3 separate regions of the Macaca mulatta genome follow, and all the other regions are linked to region 2. Evidence: chromatin contacts called from public Hi-C data. All regions are on one chromosome and are shown on one strand. The core of a region is the stretch at or near the end of the contact, and the rest is flanking DNA. Distances in the headings are between cores, read along the strand shown.

Region 1 (2,977 bases), core at 441-2,940, 210 kb before region 2:
AATTCTATCCTTCGGGTGGCTCACTTTAATCCTCATTGAAGGAAACAGCATGTGGATAGAGTGGGGTGTGTGGAAGAGGGCAGGCAGGTGCCCAGTTCTGTGCATACAGACCCTTGGTCCTGGAGCAGGTGGTGGGCCTCTAGGTTCTGCCTTAGCCGTCACAGCCGCCTAGGCCTTGTTACCTCACTGGGCAGCATTGGGCAGAATGATAGGCAGGGCCCTTTCCAGCCTGACACTCCGTTCCTACCCCCGGACCCACTCAGGAGAGTGGATGATCGCCCCGACTGCCGCCTTGGGAATTCCAAGGGTAGGGGTGGTGGTGGCTTGTCATTCCTTTTACAGGTGGGGTCTTCTCACATGCTTTGGTACCAACGACATTAAATGTTTTTCTGTGATTTGTGAACGGAAGGTCATAAAGTATTTGTCTAAAATTCTAGCTTTTATTCATAAATGATTAGCATTTTCATTTTCTTCTCCCTTGACCCCGTTTCCATCGTTTCTGTCTCACAAGCTAGAGCTGGGAAGATGCGGTCGCCCATGCTGTGGCCGGCTGTCTCCTGCGCAGCAGCTCTCCCCAGATCTGTGTGTTTGCCATAATATACTTCTCCGCACCCAGGGAGGATATGCATTTGTTACGTGTTTGCAAACCAGAATAAAACCACTGAATCGGGGTGACAGGAGGTGGAACCCGTGAAATATCAGTGTTTGTAACCCACGATGCCACCAGCTCCAAGCTGTAGACACATTTTCTTTCAGCCCTCGGGGCTGCTGTTGCCATTTCTGTGGAGTAGTTCACCTGCGGGCGGGTGGTTCTCAGTTCCCAAAGTCGGGTGGCAAGGGGTGCTCTCCCGAAATGCTGACGCTTCCCCTGGGATGTCAGCAGAGTCGATGGGGACGGACGAAATGAGGCAGCCCAGGCGAGTGTCTGGGAGGGTGAGCTGTCCGAGTTACTTGGGGCAGGGAGGTCTTCTAATCCCCCATCGCGGCCTAGGTCCGACCCCTGCCCCAACCGCTGCCACCGGGCAAGAAAGGCTAGGCCTCCAGGGTGCCCTGGGCACAGGCCTGGGCTCCGGAGGGCGGCGTTGGCCGGGTGCAGCCCGCTGGAACCCAGGCAGGAGGCGAGCCTGGGCGTCACTAGGGGCAGGGGCCGGGGTCGGCCACTGCCGCGGCGCGAGGGTGGGTGGGGACGCGCCTCTGGATCCAGAGCGCAGGCTGGCGGCTCACTGAGGCCAGCCCCGTCCCGTCGCATCTTGGGGTTGGAGGCCCCGACCTCGCCGCCCTCACTCCTCAGCGCGGCGCTCTCCCAGTCACCCTGGCCCGCCCCGCCCCGCCTCGCGCCCAGGGCTGGGACCCGGGAACCCACTCCCTCAGACAGGCTGGTCGCCCACCGCTGCGGCCCGGCCGGGCAGGGCTCGGGTCCGGGCGGGGGTTCCGGGAGCCGAGAGCTATTTTTGCAAACGCGTCAGCCGCTGGGGAGGAAGAGCCGGCTCCGGGCCCATTGTGTCTGCGCCGCGCCGCGCGGCGCGGGAGGGGCCGGGGTTGGCGGCTGGGACGCAGCGAAGCGCGCGAAAACGGCCGGCAGGGCGGGGAGGACCGCGCCTGACCCCCGGCGGCGTGCGGGGCGGGGCCCGGGGCGGGGCGTGGGCGGGTCCTGGGCGGGGCGCGAGGGGGCGGGCCCGGGCGCCCTCCGGCCGCTGCAGGCTGGCGGCTGCTGCGGCGGCGCGGGGACTGCGGGGACTGTGAGGCGGCCGCGCGGACAGCGACTCCCGGGGAAGCCCGCGCCCCGGGAGCGGGAACTAGAGCAGGAGCGGCGCCGTTCCAGGCCAGAGGCGAGCGCCGGGCGCTGGGAGAGCGGAGAGCCCGGGCGCTGCCGGAGCGCGGGGGCGCGGCCCGAGGAAGCGACAGAGCGAGCCCAGGCCTGGGGAGGGCGCCGGGCGCGAGCCTCCTGCGTCGAACATCCAAGGCGGCTTCGTGGGAGACAAAGCCTCGCTTAGAGAAGCGATGCCCGCCGATCGCGAGCCCGGCCAGCGAGGGCGCGGGGCCCGCGGCGTCTGAGCGCACCGAGCCGTGCGCCCGGGGGGACGCCGAGCCCGGGGCCGGTGCGGGCGGCGGCGGGCGGGGCCCAGGTGCGCCCGGCTGCTTTGGGCCCGTGACTGCTCGGGGGGCGGCGCCCTCCCGCCGCAGCCGCAGTGGCCGGCGCCGCAGCCAGGAGCCATGGGCAACATCTCCTCCAACATCTCGGCCTTTCAGTCCCTGCATATCGTCATGTTGGGCTTGGACTCGGCCGGCAAGACCACTGTGCTCTACCGGCTCAAGTTCAACGAGTTCGTGAACACTGTGCCCACCATCGGCTTCAACACCGAGAAGATCAAGCTGAGCAACGGCACGGCCAAGGGCATCAGCTGCCACTTCTGGGACGTGGGCGGCCAGGAGAAGCTGCGGCCGCTGTGGAAGTCCTACAGCCGTTGCACGGACGGCATCATCTACGTGGTGGACTCGGTGGACGTGGACCGGCTGGAGGAGGCCAAGACGGAGCTGCACAAGGTGACCAAGTTCGCCGAGAACCAGGGCACGCCGCTCTTGGTCATCGCCAACAAGCAGGACCTGCCCAAGTCGCTGCCGGTGGCCGAGATCGAGAAGCAGCTGGCGCTGCACGAGCTCATCCCGGCCACCACCTACCACGTCCAGCCGGCGTGCGCCATCATCGGCGAGGGCCTCACCGAGGGCATGGACAAGCTCTATGAGATGATCCTGAAACGCAGGAAGTCCCTCAAGCAGAAGAAGAAGCGGTAATGCGCCCGGAGCGACCGGGGAGCGAGCGAGTGCGTCAAGAATGAATGGATGGATGGGTGGATGGATGGATGGATGGATGAGCGAGAACCCGCGCCCGCGAACAAAGACAGCGAACCAAAGCGATGCTTCGAATTTTTAAAACGGAATCTCTGCATCCAAATGCAGGACTGGTGACTTAAGGAGC
Region 2 (2,700 bases), core at 150-2,649:
CAGAAAGGTCACAAACAATAATTCCTCAAAACAATGATATCACTATCTCAATCAGTAAATTCATTCAACGTTGCCTCCTACATTTCTTTAAATATTACTGCATTGCAGTGATTCTGGTTATAATTCTACAGGCCATCAAAATATTTTCAAAGGCTACTTAATGTTTTTCTTGTAAATGTGAACATACTCATTGTATAGAATAAAATCCTTGCTAAGAGTAATACAAAAGCTTTTTTTTTTTTTTTTTTCCTGTTTGGTTTTCTTGTAATTTAATTTTAGTTTTTTTTTTTTCAATACAGAAGTGTTACATTTTTATCCAAACATGAAAAGGTATCTCCTTGATATCTGATACCTTCTCAAAACTGAACTATTGTTTCAATGCCAATTTCCTCATGCAAAGTGTTACCATTAGGGGAAACTGGGTGAAGGGTACACAGAATCTAGTATTTCTTACAACTGCAGGTGAATCTACAATAGCTCAAAATAAAAAGCTATTTTAAAAGCCTGAATGATTCACCTTCCTCACTGAGGATCTTTCACACTGTTATGTCAAAAGGAAATCTTGGATTTACATACAGTCCCTGGGAGATGGTTCAATGTCTTGTCATTTTTTTATAGATGAGCCCAGAAGAGAAGATTGTTGCTATGCTGTTGTCATTGCAGCTTTTCATTTTTTCAGTTGCATTTCCAAAGTAAACATGTCTCTTATTTGCAGCCTCTAAATTGCAAGATTGTCGCCATGGTTATTCTTGCTGCTCCTCTGAGCTTTATCACTTCCTCTCCGGATGTGGTTTGTTCTGCTTGTAGGTTTGCCTTCGTCTCAAAGGAGTGAAAAATGAATCATTTCAGAGTGCTCTGTGAACCAACATAGCACGACGTTGTCTACCTTTATATGATTCAGTCCAAACTATGTGGAAAAGTTCCTAGTTTAATTGATGTGGTCCCCTGATTGTTGTTGACAACTACAGATACACAGTCCTAGCCATGTGGATGGCAAAAGCAGCCCCATGTAGGTCATCTGAGGTGGCGTTCAGGTGGTGAAGATGGGGATTGTTTGTGCAGACAAAAGTTGTACCTGAGTCTCTTCCTGTCCTTTGCTCTCTTCTTGTTGATTCTGCAAGGATGTCTCTGGTCTCGAGACATGCTGTGGCTCATATGGTCACCTGTGGCCCTCCAGACTTCTATCACTCCCAGGCTCATTCCGAAGACCACAATGCCAGTGGTTAGAAGGCATCTGCATCTGACCCATAGGAGGTGAGATTCTCTTGGCTGGGCATGTCTGGTTGCGCGAACACCCTATAGTCGACTCATTGCCCTGTTTATGTGTTTTCTGTCACTGTTGCAGCCACTTCCTTCCTGGGAACTGTAGCACAGCCTCCCAGCCGGTGTCCCTGAGTCCCCTTTGGCCCTTCTCCAATCCATTCTCCACAGGCAGCTGGAGCAATCACTTTAAAATGCAGTTGATTACATCACACCCTTGCTGACTGCCTTTAGTGACTCCCAAATACCTCAGAATAAATTGAACCATGGCACGTGCTCCCCTGTCCCCTCCCCCCCACATGCCTGCCAGCTAATGGTCCCATCTCTGCAGGACACCCTCCAGCTGTGTGCATCAGGCACACGCAGGCCAGGGCCCCTTCAGAACAACTGTGCAGCAGCCACAGGGCACAGCATGGAGCTCAGGGATTCAGAAATGGGGAGGAATTGGGCTTGGTGTCCTTACCAGTGTCCTATGAGTTTAGGAGTGTGATATTATGAGATATATATTTGGTCTTGGACTCCATTTCCTGACACACAACTCCTAAAATCCTTAGAATCTCCAAAGTGATGTCCTTTTGAATGCTGATGAGTTGGCTAATGACTGGCAGCCCCTAGGTAGCTTCAGGGTGGGGCTGGTCATTGGAAAGACCAAGGCAGGATTAGAGGGTTGAGATTTTCAACCCCACCCCCAACTCCAGGGAAGGGAGAAAAGCTGAAGGTTAAGTTGACCATCAATGGCCGGTCCTGCCTATGTCATGAAGCTTCCATGAAAACTCAAAAGGACAGAGTTCTAAGAGTTTCTAGGTAGCTGAACCCATGGAGGTTCCCGGAGAGAGTCACACTCAGGGAGAGCGTGGAAGCTCCGCACCCCTTCCCCCAGACCTCGCCTATCCATCTCTTCATCTGTATCCTTTGTAACATCTTTTATGGTAAACCTAAGGGTTTCCCTGAGTTCTGTGAGCCACCCTAGCAAATTAATAAAGAGGGGGTCTTTATCAATTTATAGCTGGTTGTCAGACTTTCCAGAGGCCTGTACTAGTGACTGATGTCTGAAAGTCAGGGGTGGTCTTGGGGGACTAAGCCCTCAACCCCTGGGATCTGACGCTGTCTCCAGGTGGAGAGGGTCAGAACCGAACTGGAGGACATCCAGTTCATCCCGGTGTCCATGTCCAGGCGGTTTGCTCGGTGTGGGGAGAAAGCCCCACACGTTTGGTCATAGAAGCCTCCTGTGTTGATTGTTGTTGCGTAGCGTGAGAACAGAAGAAGAACTGTTGGAGTTTTTCCACCCTCAGAGTGTTCTCACTTCTGGCTCCACTTCCTCCTAAGGTGTCTGGGGCACGAGTTCTGCCGGATGGCAGTGTAACTGGCTTTGGTGTTGATCTATGAGTCACCTTTAGGGTGAGATGGGAGAGGCAGACTCACGCATGTGATTGCAGGGCA
Region 3 (2,865 bases), core at 192-2,691, 140 kb before region 2:
GCGGGTGCCTGTAATCCCAGCTACTCAGGAGACTGAGGCAGGAGAATCGATTGAACACGGGAGGCAGAACACGGCCCCAGTGAGCCGAGATTGCCCCACTGCACTCCAGCTTCGGTGACGGAGCGAGACTCCGTCTCAAAAAACAACAAAGAAACGTTCCACAAAACAAATCCTAAGTTGGATTCTATGTCTGCAACAATAGGGAAATGATTAAGTAAATGAACGGAAAGAGTTATATAACATTTTTTTCAGGAATTTTTAGTGACAGTTAAAAACTTATTAAGGAAAAATGTCAAGAAATAGATTTTAAATTACACGGATATCAAGTGTGTAAAATACTTATGCTGAGAAAAAGGACTGGATATAGCAGAAGGGTGGTCGCCGGTAAGGGGTGAGGCTTCCGGAGGATCATGCTAAGTTTTCTGGGTACTTCCTGGTGTGACGCTGCACAGTGACGTGGTGATAATGGCAGGTTCCTGGAGGGCTTGAGGTGGGTGGGAAGTCTGTATTCTCAGGGAAATGCCTGGAATAGTTGTTGATTGAATGATGCTCTACATTCCTCAGGTTCCTCTGCAGAGTGCATTTCTTTCTCCCTCTCTCCAAGCGTGGATTAAATTGTTTTGAGCTGGTTTTGTCTGCAGCAATTGGTTATCTTAACTAGAGCTCATTTAAAAAACAACAACAAGGTAACGTGAATGGAGGCAATGTCCTAAAGTTGTACAGGAAACAGACCAGAAAGCAGAGAAATGGGTGTGGCGCAGAGGGGAAAGGAAGGCAGGGGTGGAAGATGGGGTGGAGGAGTCCAGCCTTCCCTTCCAGCAAACAGTAAGCAGCTTTGAGAAACAGGGAGGGGCAAACTGATCTGAAATGAAGAGGATGGCCTCCAGGATGGCCCAGCTAGAGAGAGTCCCACTATAAGTAATGCACTAAAACCTTGGCTACTCCTGGTGTGGCCTGGCCATGAGCCACGCCTGGGTGTGTTACAGACCCAGGCTCTCAAGCCCCAGCCCCAGGGCCCCGGAACCTGCTTGTCAATGGATTCTCCCTCGGGGAATTTGTGTGCATCAAATAAGTTTGATGTAACCTTTTCTGAGGGAGGGGTTTTCAGACCCTGCCTGCCTGGAGGGTGAGAGGAAGTGGCAGCTCAGAAAAATCTAGAAGGGAGAGACGGGGGTAGGAGGATTTGCCGGACACCCCAGTATCCAGAAGCAGCAGTGGCTGGCTCATGGTGCAAGCTAGGGAGCCATGTGGATGATGGGGTCGATTATTGACATCTGCTCTGAGACGAATCCCCCCAAACCTCATGTTAAACAATCAAATCTTAAATGATTGAGAGGTGCTTCACACTAATCTTGGCTCTTGAACAGTGGGAGCTGTTCCATAGGCTCAGTGTAATCAAGAACCATTCTCGCTCTGCTTCCGAGGGAGAAGGCGTTCACCTCTGCGTTAATTTCAGCTGTCTGGGGAGAGGCGCTCCCTGAACTTGGTTCCACCCTGAGTGGAGGGTTGCTAGTCCCAGAAGCCTCTTCTAAGTTTCTCTTTTGAAATCTGCTTTGGGCAACCGCATGGCCACTGCTTCCTGGAGAAATGGGAAGAGAAACGCTCACAGTTCGGAGGGTGAGAGTGGCTGATCCCTCCCCCATCTGTTGACACTCCTGGAAACTTTTGGGGACTGTGATGGGGCAGAGGGGCCTATGGCTGCGTGGGGAGCTTCTTCACACAGGTTAGATGCTGACGCTCCACCTGTCCCCGGCCACCAAGGTGATTTCCTGAGCCAAGGATCCCTTCTTGGATTCTGGGTCTCCCTCACTTAGGAAGTAGAAGAGAAACTTCCATTTCCAAAGTGCTACTCTGCCATGAAATCCGTCAATGCAGAGTGGCAGAACAGAGAGCGCAGCAGTTCCATTATCTGATGGAGCTCAGAGAGTGCAGAAAAACAAAGCGTTTCCCTTCTCAGGGTGTGTGTGTGACTTTTTTTTTTTTTTTTTTTGTCATTGTTAAACTGACACAGGGCGACCTGATAGGGGAGGAAGATCTGTGATTAACACTTTCTCACTTCGTCTTTGTAATCGTCATCATTTTCATTTCTTCCAGAAGTCTCAGGACCACCTTCAAAGACAGGTCCTGAGGGTTCACAAGAAACCTAGAGCTGGGCAAGCTTGCTTCCCACCTGCTGGGTTCAGCCCTAACTGCCCCTTCCCCAGTCCCGCCCCCGACACGTGCAGTTAGGGCACCAAGGCAGCCCTAACGCTTCTGAGGAAGTGGGTTTTGTGGGTAGGTGGAGTTCTATGTCCCAGAGGGTGAGGAACTGGGCGCCACACCCACCCCCATATGCAGTGGGTGGAGTGGCCTAGGAGACAAAATCTGGGAGGAGGGTAGGGAGGACCCTGGGAGAGTGGGAGGGCCCTCTGTGGCCCATCCTCTGCTTCTTTCCGCATGCCCCTGAGTGCTGCCTTGATGTCTTCCTTTCCATATAACTCTGGTGACACAGAAGCTCCTTGTGAAGTGAGCTTTCCTGCCTAATTGAAAGACACCAGCAGAACGTGACTCAGGGTGGTAGTTGCCCTGCCCTGGCACCAGGCAGGTCATCCAAACCTCCTCATTCCTCCAGATGAAGATGCTAAAGCATGGCCAGGTGAAAGGGGAAGGGCAGAGCCTGGGAAACTCACCCCCAAGGAGTCAGGTCCAAGCGGACGGGTCCCCAGGGACTAGCTGGGACAGGGGTCTGAAGAGACCGTCAGCAGGTCAACCTGCCCACCAGGCTCACCTATGCTGTGTCCCCAGGCATGGAGCCAAGGGACTGAGTTCCCTAAACTCCCTTCCCACCTCTGCTACGACCAGCTGAGCCTTATAGTCACTCCCTGT

Evidence for each region. A called contact is a pair of places that touch in the nucleus more often than the background predicts.
Region 1: a Hi-C map of blood shows a contact between it and region 2, with 5 times the contacts expected there. The contact joins the promoter of ARL4C here to the enhancer-like site in region 2. A contact is called at or near these places in 4 of 14 Hi-C or Micro-C datasets (CD4 T cells, blood, fibroblasts and 1 more).
Region 3: a Hi-C map of blood shows a contact between it and region 2, with 3 times the contacts expected there. The contact joins two enhancer-like sites. A contact is called at or near these places in 2 of 14 Hi-C or Micro-C datasets (CD4 T cells and blood).

Annotation. Positions count from the first base shown.
Region 1 is chr12:139,770,366-139,773,342 of T2T-MMU8v2.0, reverse strand. It overlaps ARL4C (ADP ribosylation factor like GTPase 4C), which reads left to right and starts at 1,690. Exons shown (of 1, transcript XM_015111395.3): 1 at 1,690-2,977. The coding sequence starts at 2,215. The coding sequence ends at 2,793.
Region 2 is chr12:139,564,825-139,567,524 of T2T-MMU8v2.0, reverse strand. No RefSeq gene overlaps it. Among named protein-coding and RNA genes, the nearest start is that of ARL4C, 210 kb to the left of the region's middle. Within about 2 kb of position 1,399, at least 18 of the 40 cell types and tissues checked have an H3K27ac peak or open chromatin away from gene starts, as enhancers often do. A contact at or near this core is called in CD4 T cells and blood, where this site is marked.
Region 3 is chr12:139,702,142-139,705,006 of T2T-MMU8v2.0, reverse strand. The region is part of intron 1 of LOC144333336 (a long non-coding RNA gene); the gene reads left to right. Among named protein-coding and RNA genes, the nearest start is that of ARL4C, 68 kb to the left of the region's middle. Within about 2 kb of position 1,441, at least 15 of the 40 cell types and tissues checked have an H3K27ac peak or open chromatin away from gene starts, as enhancers often do. A contact at or near this core is called in CD4 T cells and blood, where this site is marked.